Linked DNA regions of Rattus norvegicus: region 2 is linked to region 1. Evidence: chromatin contacts called from public Hi-C data. All regions are on one chromosome and are shown on one strand. The core of a region is the stretch at or near the end of the contact, and the rest is flanking DNA. Distances in the headings are between cores, read along the strand shown.

What was found. A called contact is a pair of places that touch in the nucleus more often than the background predicts.
Region 2: a contact with region 1 is called in a Hi-C map of Schwann cells, with 6 times the contacts expected there. The contact joins the promoter of Opcml here to the enhancer-like site in region 1. A contact is called at or near these places in 3 of 12 Hi-C or Micro-C datasets (Schwann cells, frontal cortex and prefrontal cortex) and 1 of 1 datasets of contacts at active chromatin or transcription factors (oligodendrocytes).

What each region holds. Positions count from the first base shown.
Region 1 is chr8:34,983,894-34,990,791 of GRCr8, forward strand. It overlaps a transcript of Opcml not described here. Among named protein-coding and RNA genes, the nearest start is that of Opcml, 61 kb to the right of the region's middle. Within about 2 kb of position 5,603, at least 17 of the 93 cell types and tissues checked have an H3K27ac peak or open chromatin away from gene starts, as enhancers often do.
Region 2 is chr8:35,045,068-35,052,238 of GRCr8, forward strand. Opcml (opioid binding protein/cell adhesion molecule-like) reads left to right here and starts at 2,973. Exons shown (of 7, transcript NM_053848.2): 1 at 2,973-3,604. The coding sequence starts at 3,438.

The sequences.
Region 1 (6,898 bases), core at 4,353-6,852:
GGGGGCCTGGGGCCACCACCTGGGGAGGGTGAGATCTGGAGGAGAAGCGATAGTGGGTTGAGCGACAGGCTCCATCCTCACAGGCAAAGCTCATCCCATGATGAGCCAAGAAGGACTGCTGGCAGGTAAGGCAAGGCTTTGGGTAGCGAGGGCCTGTCCAATGGCGTCTGAAAGAAAGGACTTCCTATGTACAAGCTAGCAAACCAGCTTGACTCAGAACATGTTTCTCAGCTCACCTCTTGGTGCCTTGTCTGCAGAAAGAAGAGGTTCAGCTGAGTGACTTCAGGGAGGTTGTGGGTATGTAAAGATGTAGACACAGGAGGGAGGCTTTGGGATTGTTGTGTATTTCGATTGTTGTAGCAAAATGCCATAAGGCAAGTAACTTTTGAACAGAGGAGATCTATTTCTCATGGTTCTGACGGGTGAGAGGCCTTTAATAGGGGCAGTACTAATTTTTCTGTCTAATGATGTTCTGTTCTCTGGTGCCTTCTTTTGTTTTGTGTCATTACTTAGCTTAGGGGTCTCGTGGGGGCCTCATTCAACAAGGTCACTTATCCCACTTGTGAAACTCTGTCCTCATGACACCATTTATTCCTATGGGCCCAGAGACTTGGGAGTGTTAATATTTTCAATGAATTTGTAGGGCTCAGTAAGATTTGAGGAAACCATCGTCTAGATTATAACAGAGTTCTCTGTAAAAATGCTTCATGTATCTTTGCTAGTTAATTTTCATTGTTAAGACAAAACGCTCAAGAAAAACATTTTAGAAGGGATAGCATTCATTTGGGTTATGGTAGCAGAAGATACAGTCTGTGACTACTTGATCTAATTGCTTTTAGCTAAGGTGATAGTGTATACATCACGGTAACAAGGATTAGAGAGGGAGGAAGAGGAAGTCGGCAGACAGGCTTTACCCTTCAAAAGCCCACTACCAGTAGGGTCAACAGGCCCTATTTTCTAATAGCCTAGTAGACTACAAACTCATCAATGGGTTAATCCACTGATCAAGTTGGAGGTCCCATGATTCAGCTACTTCTAAACAGTGCCACCAGCTGGAGACCACGCTTTCAATACATACACTCCATTATCTGAACCATAAGGCATGCCTAACACAATGTGAATTATTTGAAAGACTGTTGTTTCTCACTCTTACTAATTCATGCCTATGGAAACTGACAAGTACTGGCAGATCCTGAAGAAGCAATAAAGAATAAAAGGCTTTGGAGAAGATAGAAATGCTTTGCACTAGGGAGGGGTTTAAAGAAAGAATAGGGCCCAGGAGCCACGATAAGGACTAAACATAACACACAAAGGCTCTGTCCAAGAAGAAAATGACACATTCTCTTGTGAACTGACATATGTCCAACAAAGCTTGGGTGGGGGCAGTTGTGGTGAATTGGGCTCAGTTCATGAAGTGAAATTCCTCCAACATTGTCAAACACCCATTTTAAGGGCAGAGGCATACATTATTATGGGATACTGCCCTGAGTTCTTTAATGAATATAAATGTGAAGGAGAAGAAGGTTTGGCTGTTTCTTGTGGGATTCACTGCATCTCAAGGGCCCTAAACATCTTCACTGGCCATAGGATATGTAGGTCAGATAATAGAAGTATCTGGATGCACCACCTCCATGTGCTATCTAGTAAATAAACCAAAGGTTAGCTGTTTTAGGACCAGAATGTCTCAACTCTAAAGTGAATGATGTGAATCTTCAGTGTGGACTGAATACTCATGGCTTTGAGAAGGGTTATGTGGAGAAAAGCCGATTTTTAAGAAAATCCAAGGATATAAAATTTAGTCCAATATCATCTGGGGGGGGGGGGAAGCACCAGATATAAGATATGACTTGTGTAGGCCATGTCTTCAAGTGTGAGAGAAAGTTAATTTTGTAGAAGAATTAATATTTGTGGGAACTATACAGGGTTTACAAAGAAGGAATGTCAGATAGGCTTAAGTTGGCTTCTGAGAGCCAGTCTCATCTAGCTGCCTTCTACAGAGAGAACAATGTGATAAGTCCCCCTCCAAGACCTCCACTGTCTGCCCTCAGTATCAGGCTTCTTTCCTGTTGTCTACAGGTACCATGGATCTTTAACATATTCATGTAGATACCATGTGGCTTTAATGCTCAAAAGTTAGCACTGCCTTAACTGGTCTTCCCCGCCCCTACCCCCCTGTTACATCTGGGCTGTACACATAGCAAACAGGTGGTGGGAAAAAGGCACACTTGACAGGACACTAGCAGTAAAATGAACGTGCTTTGGCACAGAATGAAACAGGACTACACGCAAGGGAGGACACTTGGGAGTCGTGGTGGCTTGCCCTGAGAGCATAGCTGTAAATAGCCAAACAACAGTGGTATTAGAAGATTGTGTTCTCTAACCTTGGGACTCTGTTCCCCTCTCAGAGAGGGAGCACCAGTGTGCTGGTGTGATGAAGGTGACAGGATGTGAGTGGCAGCTGCATCCCAGGTCCCGGGGACCCAGGAGTCATCAGTAAATAGGAAAAGTAGCCGTGACAGACAGATCGAGGAAGAGAAGGGTGAAAGCTTCCTTTAATTCTACATGTGAAGGTGTGCAGTGCTGACAGTTACCCAGGGACCCCGAGATACCAGGCTCCCTAACTTAATCAGACAGATAATGCATGCAGCAGCAGCGGAGGTCACACCAGGAAATGTGGGACAATAGGAGATGGCCCGTGGGGCCTTGTGCTGTGATGGAGATAATAAACGATATAAAAATCTGTCACCGAGAGATAACTGATGAATTAAAATCAATTATATGTTTAAAATAATAGATGTTCACTTCTTCCCTACTGGAAACAGGATGGCTTGGACGGGCCTCACAGGTCCTAACACAAGAGTGGTGCTCTGTGATGTTGTCTTTACCAGCCAGACTGAAATTATCCCCCAGACAGACTTCACCAGTTTGTCTGCTTCTTTGTTTCAGGAAATGAAAACACAGGGACCCATGAGCTGAGTTCCTCAGTTTACCCCTCTCCTCACTGCTAACCGTGCCTTCATGGAACCCCCATGGAACCACTGAATGAGTTCTAGAAGGCAGGGCCTCTCAGGCAAGGAATATACTCTGAGCCTTTGCTCTTCTTCCTGTACAACATGTGTTATAACCCAGTCTGTAATGAAGATGAACATCTGTGAAAATATGCTAATTTCTATGAGCAATTCTGAAGTAGAACATACAGTACTACAAGTAGATTTGGGGTATTTGCTGAAGGAATCTAGTTTTGTGCCCCACTGCATCTCCCTTTTGTTTCTCTACTTTCTTGCCTAATGATGTGAATGCTGTAAACGCAGGAGGGAAGGAGGGGGCAGAATGGAGAGAGGATGGGACTGAGAAAGTTTTAGGTTCTTCAGCACTTAGGATTCCAATTTGCTCTGTTCTTTTGTAGTAACATACTCATATCACTGTGGTAGGTGAGGATATTACAAGTATAAGCTTACATCCTAGATCCAGCTTCTCTCTCTATACTGAGCACAGTAGTCCACCAAGACTGTCATAGAACCCAACTCTACCAGTCTCCCTCTTTCTCCTGTCTGCCTACAAGTTTCTACTTAGTCTTTAAATGACCATATCTTAATTTCCTTGGCAGAGTTCTGTGAGACCACTGTTTTCTCCTTGGTAGGAAATGCTCTCTCCTTTTTTCACAACAAGGTTGAAATTTACACATTTGAGTATATTTTGTTTACTGTACGTCTCCACGAGACAGAAAGTGGGAGTTAGGAAACATTTGGGGTTTTATGTATTGTGTGCTTTCCTTTTCTTGTTAACTGCATATAAACTAGAGGTACCTGAGAAAGGGAAACCTTGACTGAGAAATTGCCTCCATCAGACTGGCCTATAGTCAAGGCTGTGGGTGGCATGTGCCCTGTGTGCGGAGCATTGAGTTGTCTAAGAAAGCAGGCTGAGCAAGCCAAAGGGAACAAGTCAATAAGCAGCATTCCTCTATGGTTCTGCTTCTAGGTTCCTGCTTGAGTTTCTGTCCTGCCTTTCCCTCAAGGATGGACTCTTATGGGACTCTATCAGACAAATAAACCCCTTCCTTCCCAAGTTGCTTTTGGTCATGTTGTTTGTCACAGCAACAGAGACCAAACCTTGCTAGCAATTTATTGTTTCACATCAAGAGTCATCGGAACTTTTAAAGCTTTAGGTGTAGTCGCTGACAAGTGAGAGTTGCTATGGTTCATTTGATGGCGAGCTTGCTTGTGAGAACTGCCCAGTAAGAGATGCTAAGCATGCCTTTGGCTATACCTGTGAGGGTGCCATCAGAGTTTCCTAACTAAGAGAGAAGGCCACTTTAAATGTGATTGCAGCAAAGGATGGGATGGGATTACATGGCGAAGGACTACTCTCGGTAGACAGAGTTTGCATCACCATGACAAACACCCAGGGAAAACAACCTGAAGAGATTTCTTTGTTTGGGTGAAGAATTTGAGGAGGTTTGGTCCTTGGGTGCTCAGCCACATGGGTTTGGGCAGAACATCATGGCAATATGATCAAGTGATGGATGTGCGTGCACTCTTGACAGATCAGTAGCAGAAAGAAAGAGAGAGAACCAAATATGCCCATCAAAGACATCTCCAGATACCTATTATCTCTGGCTTTGCCCACTGCCCAAAGTTCCACCATCCTCTTCCAAACAGAGCACATGGCTGGGGACCAACTTCAATTCAAAAGCTCATAGGGGATGTTTCATATTCAAATTTTACTACTCTGTCTGATGGCAGCCCTAGGGTATTGGCTGAGTTTGCACCTCCCTGCCCACCCTTTCATGGTGCTTAGCCTCATCAAGGTCCAGAAGCAGCAATGTAGACTGACCACGGACTGAAACCTCTGAAGAGACAAGACAAGAGTGGTAAGGTGCTCCATCGGGTATTTTGTCACGGCAACGAAAAGTCTAGCACCAGCCATTGCAATAATAGCATTCTACTCCTAAGGCAGTTCATGAAATGACACAAAGTGGCAGTATCCAGAGGGCACTGAACAATCCATCGTTGCCGATATGAAAATTCCTTCAAATAACATTCTTGCTACTTCGATTACACACTAATGGTGTTCACCTGATTATGAACATCTTGCAGACAGGGACGATGCTGCACACATCATGCCAGGATCAAGTCCAAGCCCTGGCTTTGGAAGCAGCTTCAACACTTTTAATGTACACTGTATTGAAAGGGCATCGGGCTCACAAGTTACCCCCAGGTCCCGAGACATTCATTTGAACTAGCGCAAACTGCAAACAGAGCTTTACACTTGAAAGTCCCTATCTAGGTCTTTAACCATCTGTGCCCAAAGCAGTTGCTTGCATGTGGGATGGCTGTGTTAAAACAGGTCATGTGCAGACTTCCCGAGCTGAACTAGGGAAGCTGCCTTGGAGGCGGCTTCTATCTCTCCCAGCTCCTCCCCTCCTCTTAACTCCTCCTCTGTGCACTCACGCTGACCTGGTAGATTCCCAGTCTTTGGGAAGGGCTTGTATTAAAAGTTTCATTAGAGAATCACGCCAGGGTTTTTAAACAGCAGCGTTCTAGCTGTAAAGGCTTGGAAGTAGTCCCTGGGTGTGCACCAGGAGTGGGCTGATGGCTTCGGTGCCAGCCACTGCAGCGCGCTGGGACTCCCGCCCTGAATCTTATTTACATTGGGACTAACAATAGCTCTGCTGCTTGGCTATAAATAATTTCTGGGGAAGAGTTGTCTAATTAAACGTGCAGCAGTAAGGAAAGTGCTTTAACCACAAGGCTGGTGTCCTAATGAACGTAATCACTGTATGGGGACAGCTTAGGAATCACATCCAGACACCTCCCTGTGGAGGTAGGGAGGTAGAGGGGAAATTCGTAGGAAGAATTTCCAATCAATATTTAATTGTGCATTGTGTTAAACTCATTTAAGGCCCTCTTTCTCCTTCTTGTTCCTCATACTAAGAGGTAAAAAGGATTTGAAAATGTAGCTTTTTAGAGTGGCTCAAGTCTCAGATTCCAGTGGGACAATTGTCTCCAAGTTTTCAATGCATGGCAATTACTAGGATACACAAAAATTATTAATTAGTAAGTGGTCTGTAAATTCTGATGGGTGCTGCATTGAAAGAAACAGAAGTGTAAGGTCTAATTGAAGTTTTATTCTGCCTCTGGCCACGATAACACCAGACTCTAGGCCCTTTGAGGACTTGGGCAGTGTCCTGTGTCCTTTGACCTTTCCAAGTCAAGCATTGGGAAGATAAGACTGTTCCCCTGGGATGAAGGAACCACACTGTCATCAGGGCAGAGACAGCATGCTTCTGCTGATGTCTGAGCTACTAGGAGCAGATCAGCAGGAACGGCCAGGGCAGCCATGCTTGATTCTGCTTCAGTGGAGACAACACTATGTATCATCCTGAGGGAAAAGTCTGTAGGATACAGGATGCTAACAGTCCTGAGGATAAAGAGGGGACCATGTGAGAAAGAATACTGTGTCATCCGGTTAATGTTTGTAAGTAATGTAGGAACCATATATGTAAACATCTGCATATATGTACATGGTAAGGACATGCAATTACAGATAATAGGTGTGTGTGTGTGTGTGTGTGTGTGAGCGAGCACGCACGTGCATGTGCATGTTTGTGAGTACATGAGCAAGCATGAGCACATACACACATGCCTTGGATACGGACTAGCTAGGACATATTGCTATGGTAACCTGCACGCTCTTGAAGACCGGCTTAAAGGATGGAGGGAGAGGATTCACGTGCAGAGGTAGCCCAGGCCAAGCTGCATGGAAACAGCAGGCCAACAGTCACTCCATAGACCCCGATAGTCAGAGATAAAGGAGGAAGTGTGGGCACCTGTGATGAATCAAATTCACCACTGGATGTCAACGTTGCTCTAGCTAATTAGAAAACCTGCAGAAATCC
Region 2 (7,171 bases), core at 1,723-4,222, 59 kb after region 1:
AAAAAAACCTGTTTAATCATGTTCACTGTAAACTCTGTTTCCTTCTCCCATTTAATCTTAAGTTTTAGCCCTACATTCTATCAGTTCATAGCAATGTCTTACAAATGAATGGACTCTGCCCGCTTCCTCCAATGCTGTAGACAAGAGATGAAGATTAACACACACACAAGATCTTTGCGGTTCCTTCTTTGACTCACAAGTTTGTGAAGTCGGATTTATTCTGTCACTGAGACGAAGCCGGGAGTCATTGTAACAGGAGCGTATAGAGCCAGATCCTTGTTCTTTCAGTCCCCAGAAGTCCTTACTTGGAGAAAGCTGGCCTGGTAATCAGTGGCCTCCTAGCTTGGTTCCTTCACAGGCACCAGCCTCAGGGTGTGTTACTGAGGACTTTTCTCTTGACTTCAGTTCATCTCTGCCTCAGATTTTACTAGCCTCAGTCATCCTTTCTCATCTGGAACCTTGTACACTTTTCTCCTTTCTTGATATCTCCGATAGTTCTTCCTATCTCAAGCCACTTTTCCTGAGTTAGTACAGCAATGGCCCCACCCTCACTTCCTGATAAGGCATCAGACAAACAGGTAGGTGTCTGAGAAGATCCAAGCATGTAGCCATCGAATGTCAGACAGAGGACCAGGGAACTGCCTTCCAACCAGACTCTGTTTATATTCCCTCCCCCAATCAAGATATAAGTTCAGTTCGGTGACAAGAAATTCTAAGTGCAGGAACCCTTGTCAGCTTAGTACAGAGTTACACAAGTAAGAGCCTTTCTATGTGATGATCCTGGATCCCAGTATCACAGGGTCCAGAGAATCGTGTATGTACAGAAAACTCAGAACATGTATTGAAACTGTTTCCTCAGTTTTCTTGGATATAGGGGAATGTAGAGTCTGGGGGAACAGTGGTAATGCCTAAATGCTGGTCGTGCTCCCCAAATGTTTGTCGTGCTCCCCAAATGCTGGTCGTGCTCCCCAAATGCTGGTCGTGCTCCCCAAATGCTGGTCGTGCTCCCAAATGCTGGTCGTGCTCCCCAAATGTTTGTCGTGCTCCCCAAATGCTGGTCGTGCTCCCCAAATGCTGGTCGTGCTCCCCAAATGCTGGTCGTGCTCCCCAAATGCTGGTCGTGCTCCCCAAATGCTGGTCGTGATCCCCAAATGCTGGTCGTGATCCCAGCATCACCCAATCCCTGTGTGCACCATTTCTTCTCCCAACCCTGCAGCCCAAGACCTCATGAAGTCTTGTCTCCCATACCTGTTCTGCCAATATAATTTTCACTCTAGCTGATATGACTAGTGATAAGTACTCTATCCTTCCAAGGTAAGACGTTCTAATTAAAAAATTTAAGCCTAAAACGTGTACATGAGCTAAGCATTTTTACAAGTGGGACTGGGACACTATTTTTATTTTTTATTTTTTTCCTTTTCTCAGCCCCTTGGAAATGAGAGCAGGTAGAATGCCTTTGTATCCTTCGGCAACTAAAGTAATAAACACGAAGAGCTTAATGCTTATTTTTGAATTACATTTCATTTTGGCAATTGTGCGGAGCCCTGCCTAATTTAACAAAAGGCTCCGAGAAAAAAAAAGTACAGTAGAGCAGACGCACATAGCAACCATTAAATTAGGGTACAGGCATGAGTGCCACGCAGAGAAGGGAGGCTTCTGCCAGGCAGAACAGGAGCAAGAATAATGGCAGGCCCAAGGAAAGCTGGCGCTCTTGGGTTTAAACTGAAGGAGATGGATCTCAGCCCAAAGCAACCTAGGGATTGGCCTCTAGGAACACTGTATCCCGGAGTTCCCTCTTGGCACTCACTATTATGATGCTTTCTCCTGTGATCAGAAAGCCATAGATGGATTTTATGAAGTCCAGTTCTACTACTCTTTCGGATCTCCACGTGATTTTCCCAGCTCTTCCTTTTCACCACAAAGAGATCCACAGATAGTGGGGATTATTTTGCATGTTGCCTTGTAAGAAGAAATTCACTTGCCAGCTAGAAACACAGAAATGGAGTGAAGGGGCATTATGTGTCTCTAGGTAGGCCATCAGAGCAGGAAGCTTATAGCAGCTTTTTGCATAGGCCCAGGAAACACTTAGGATTAAAGTCTGAATGGACAGAGGCAGAGGAGCGGGCATCCACCCTGGCTTAGTTATCTGGAGTGGCAAAGGCACTTCAGTTCTCCGGGGTGGGGTCTGACAACTTTTGTATGGCATTGCAGAGGGAAGGTGCCAGTGTCAGTTTTCAATTTGCTGCTTTCCCCAGAACTCCTTCTCCAGCCCTCCCCTCTATCTCCCCACCCATATCAGGGGAAGCAGTGAGAGGGACTCAGCACCTCCTCATCTCGCTGGGGTACAAAGGGAGAGCAGAGCTTTTTGAGTCACTAGGCACCTTCCCTCTGGGATCCGGGCCTCGGTGGATGCTTCTGTCCCGGTGCTGTGGGGGTTAAGGTGGGCGCCCGCGCCCCGCACCCGCCAGGATGAGCGTGCAGCAGTCCGCGCCACCCGCCAGCCGGCTTGCTCTGAGTCGACACCGGGAGAAAGTGGTGGTCAGGGATGCTGCTGCTGCCATGACAACCCCGGAGGTCCGGGCCCGCGCGCGTCGGGGCTGCTCCCCGGAGGAAGGCGGCGCGGAAGCTGGGGGCGGCCGCTGAGCGTGGCGTCCGCGCGTCCCCGCATCCCGTGCAGCGTCCCTGGAGGAGGCGGGGGCCGCAGTCCGCTCGCTCAGCTCCCCGCGCTAGAGCCTGCGCCACGGTGCTCCGCGGGCTGGCGAGGGCCGGGCTGGCAGGACTCGCCCACTGGGCTACCGGGAGGACAGCCTCGGAGCGGAGGAACTGGGCTACACCTGCTGCGGGTCACCGTGTGGAACTTTTTATCGCCTTGGGGTCCAGATCCGAGACTCGGGGCTGTTTTCTAACTCCATCCAAACATGTGTGTGATCTAATAAAACATGTTCTCCTCTCCTTGAAATCGGGAGCTTTTATTTTTTATTTTTTATTTTTTTTACGACATCTCCTTTCTGTCAGAGACACTTGCCTTCTTTGGGTTATAAACTTTTGATGCCAGACCTCTGCAGAATGCGCCCAACTGAATCTTAAAGTAGCTTCACCGAGAGAGGCAGAGAACGCACAATCTGTGACCTTCGTCCCTGCTCCTTTTTTGTGTTCTCCCTCCTCCCGGGCTCCCTCCGCCCCAGGGAGCGTTGAGAAAGCTCTTTTTTGGATGCAGGAGGGGGCATCTGGTTCTGCCAGGCTGGAAAGCTGAGGCTGGAGCAGAGGAAGACTTATTAGACTCCGGAGAGCCTGGACTCAGCCTTGCCTTCTCCCGCTCCCAGCTCCTGGTTTGCTCTCTGTGTGCTTTCGTCCCTCAACACTTCCGGCTATTCTGAGAGGGCAGGGGACAAGGACCGTGCAGCTGCAAGAGTTCTAGGAAGTTGTGGCTGTCGAGAATGGGGGTCTGTGGGTACCTGTTCCTGCCCTGGAAGTGCCTCGTGGTCGTGTCTCTCAGGCTGCTGTTCCTTGTACCCACAGGAGTGCCGGTGCGCAGCGGAGATGCCACCTTTCCCAAAGCTATGGACAACGTGACGGTCCGGCAGGGAGAGAGCGCCACCCTCAGGTAGGGAGCCTTCCTTCATCTGGGGACAGAACCCACTGCACATGGCTTCAAGGGGAAGGGGTAAGGAAGAGAGGAAAAGGAAGCCAGAAAGAGGGAAATTTGAGCATGCAAGGGGCCTTTTGCAGGCCCAAGAAGTGGCCAGTTACTTTGTGTGATTTCCGAAACCAGTTTTCTTGGACCTCTTTGTCATTTGGTCTTCTTTTGGTCTGCAATCTTACAGGCAATGTTGAAGTCTACACTTGGGACTCCATGTATGCATGGGGCCATGGGGTGGCAAGTTTCACACCCGGATGAGACACTGCGTAGTAAACTAAATACCCTTGGATTTTCCTTCCAGTCCAGAAGGATGTGATGGCACAGGATTGCTCTGAGCTAACCATCTGTGATGGAAGTTTGTGTTGGGGCTACTTTTACAATGGAAGCATCTAGATTTCCTGTGCCAGGGCACGACCGTTCACGAGTCCGATAGAGACACAGCTCCCCAGTCTAAACCTGTGTTGTGTACTTGGGCCCTCATGCAAATTATGAGGCCTTTGTATTTTTGTGGGATGGGACCAAGAAGAGGAAGCATGTAGCTTTTATGCACCGACATCATTCCTGTGTGAGAAGCACAATAGGAAGCTTTTTGTTTTAGCTTAATGAGTTACAGAGAATCACTTCCACGCTCCAGGCGGTGGGGTGGGGGTGCTTGGAATATGCACCTTTGGGGACTGGGCCTGCTGCAGCAGAGACTTTAATAAAAATGCAGCCACCACTTTCCACCAGCTCAGCAGATATCATCTTTTATCCCTTTAATGAGGCAGTTCTGGTCCTAGGAGACAGATTCAGGGACGTCCCAGCTTAACTATGTCTCACAGTGTACACGGGGTGAATGCGTTTGCCCTGCCTATGACTTTGATGGTTATGGTGAAAATAAAGCATTCTGACCCAGATTCTGCAGCCAGAATGCCTGGCTCCTACAAGGAGATATTGAGGGTGGGGTTTCCTTTTTCCTGTTCCCTGTGCTTTTCCTTGTGGAATCCTTCCAACACAGACAAGCCTCTCCCTGAGGAAGAAATCAGAGCTTCTGAAACACCACTGTTCCTTACATGAACCATAGGGTTAATTTTGGATCCCTTCTGCCTTAGGAGGTCCATAGGTAAATCATCCTTTTAGCTCGCACAAGGCCCCAACCCTTGTCTTCTGGACCTACATGGTCCTAGAAAAGACAACAGAGATGTTTTTTATAGACAGCCTGAGTTACAAGTGCTTCTCCTATTTTGGACACCCCTTTAAACTTAGCTTGTAGCAGATGAGAGTGTGTTATCCTTATTTTGTTGTTTCAAGGAAGGTTCCAGATCTGCTCTTTGAGGTCTGATTTGTGGGAATGCACCTTTTGCATGGGATTGGTGGTTCAAAGGTAAAAGCAGATCACTGCAGCCGATGTGAAACCCAGGAACCATGGGCACTCATTAGGAGTGGCAGGAGAGTTTGAACATTGCCTGATACGTATTTTTCTTCCAATCTTTTGTTAGAGGCAAGGACTTGTTTCATAAACAAGGGGAAGAATATTACTGATAAATTTACAGATCCCGCCCCTGAAAATTAAATCGGAAACTTAGAAAGTTGAGCTTTTGCCTTCTGGGGTGCAGTAAGACAGTTCTACCAGCAGAGGGCCAGCTTCTGTCTTTATTTTATTTTTTTTTTTTTTTATTAGCTGCTGGCCTGTTTTCATGATCTTCAATTCTAATGTTTAACAGCTGGGCTTGGTAATGGGAAAGGGAATAAAAAGGAAAAGCTGAATAGTTGCTTTTCATGCTTTGTGGAAAACAACAACGTACGTGTTCAACTATGACTACTGCTGCTTACCTGGCTGCTATTGTAGCTGACTTTTAAAAGTCAGCACAAGCCGATTGATTTTGCCTCTCTTCTCTCTTCTGCACCTTCCCCCTGCTGTAGACAAACTTATCCCTGCTTCCACATCTTACTCTACAGAACTCCTCTACAGTTTTTACCTCATGTAATCTTCTCTTCCACTGCACCTCCACCTGACGATCTTTTCTTGTTACTTATGGTCCCTTTCCTTTCTTCCTTCCATCATTGATTCTTACCATTCTCTATGCTAAAGCAGCTTAATTCGTTTGCTACTACCTCAACTTCTCTTTAAAAAAGCATAAGCACCCCATGCAGACTTCTGCAGCTTGGCTTTCAACCCCTTTCTCTTTCCTTGCCTTCTAATCTGTTCTATGAGCTATGTTCCTTTCTTTATCTGTAAAATGTGGTACTCAGTTGTTTCACCGAGAGGCCACGTTCTCAGTAAGTGGAAAACCACAGACGTGGCCTCAGAGAAATCTACCATGTGTTATTTGGTAGTGTTTTTGCTTTTAAAAGTTACAGTTCATTTTGTCTTTTCAATTTTTGCAATACTGGGGGTCGAACCCAGGGCCTTGTGCATGCTAGGAAAGAATTGTGCTATAGCCTTACTGAATTCTCCATGGTCTTAGAGCTCTATGTAAAGTAACTTTTAAGTCTCCGTGAAAGAGTTCATTGGTGATTTATTTCTTGGGAAGTTAGTGTTCGCAATGTATCAAAGAATTAAATGATACTCATGTCTGTCAGAATTAGGAAACACTCTTGAAGGTCCCAGGTCACACGACCCTCAGTTCCTAAATCTTGAACAAAGTCAGACAAGGAGGAGAGAGCAGGTAAAGCCAAGAAATCTAGAAGCTTGGGTACACTCAGATTTTCCTGTGAAATTTCCCCAGCTCAGAGAGTTCAATGGCTTCCTGTGGGAGATCAGTTTTGTTGCCACAGGCCTTTGGTTCTACTGAGGGACCTTCGGAAGTGACGTGGCTAAAGAAGACTGAAGTTCTCAGTATAGATAAAAACTCATTTTATATACACGAGGCCATATTACTGTCCCTGTAACTATTCATAGGGCTGCTTGAAAAGTAAAAATAATTATTTTAATGCCGAGTTATTTTGCCTTTTGGAAAAGAAACGATATGGAAAATGAAGGCGCTATTCTTTATAGTTGAATTATACCTTCTATGAATCTGATTTGAATTCATTTATTACAAATGGGCCCTCTTGGCCGGAATCATTTCATTACAATTATGAGCTGTTGGGTTAAAAATGTTCTGTGCCTTTCTGTTAGATTAGATATGACAAGTATCTAGGAGTCCTCTGTCTGAATCGATGATCATATTCGGATGGGAGCTCAGGCTCTGGGCATGGTCAGCTGTCATCCGAGAAGCCATTTCAACTGCAAGTACAAGCCATACTCTCTTCCTGGACCAAAGGCACCTTGCGACTTATTTTCCCTCCTCTGTGTGCTTTGTTTCCCTACTCACATGGATATTTTGAGGGGTGTCCTAGATGAGTGGCTATACTTGGGGTAGTTTTCAGGCAGTGGGTAAATCCAATATGGTGGCTTGTTTTGTTGTTACTATGTGTTTTCTTGCCTTTTCATAGTAATCTGTTGCTGATTTTTGCTTGCTGATCTACGATTATGCTTAATGATTCTTTTCTAAACTACCCTGTATTTTTATTTGATGGTCTGGGGTAATCCATTCAGAAAAGGTATGT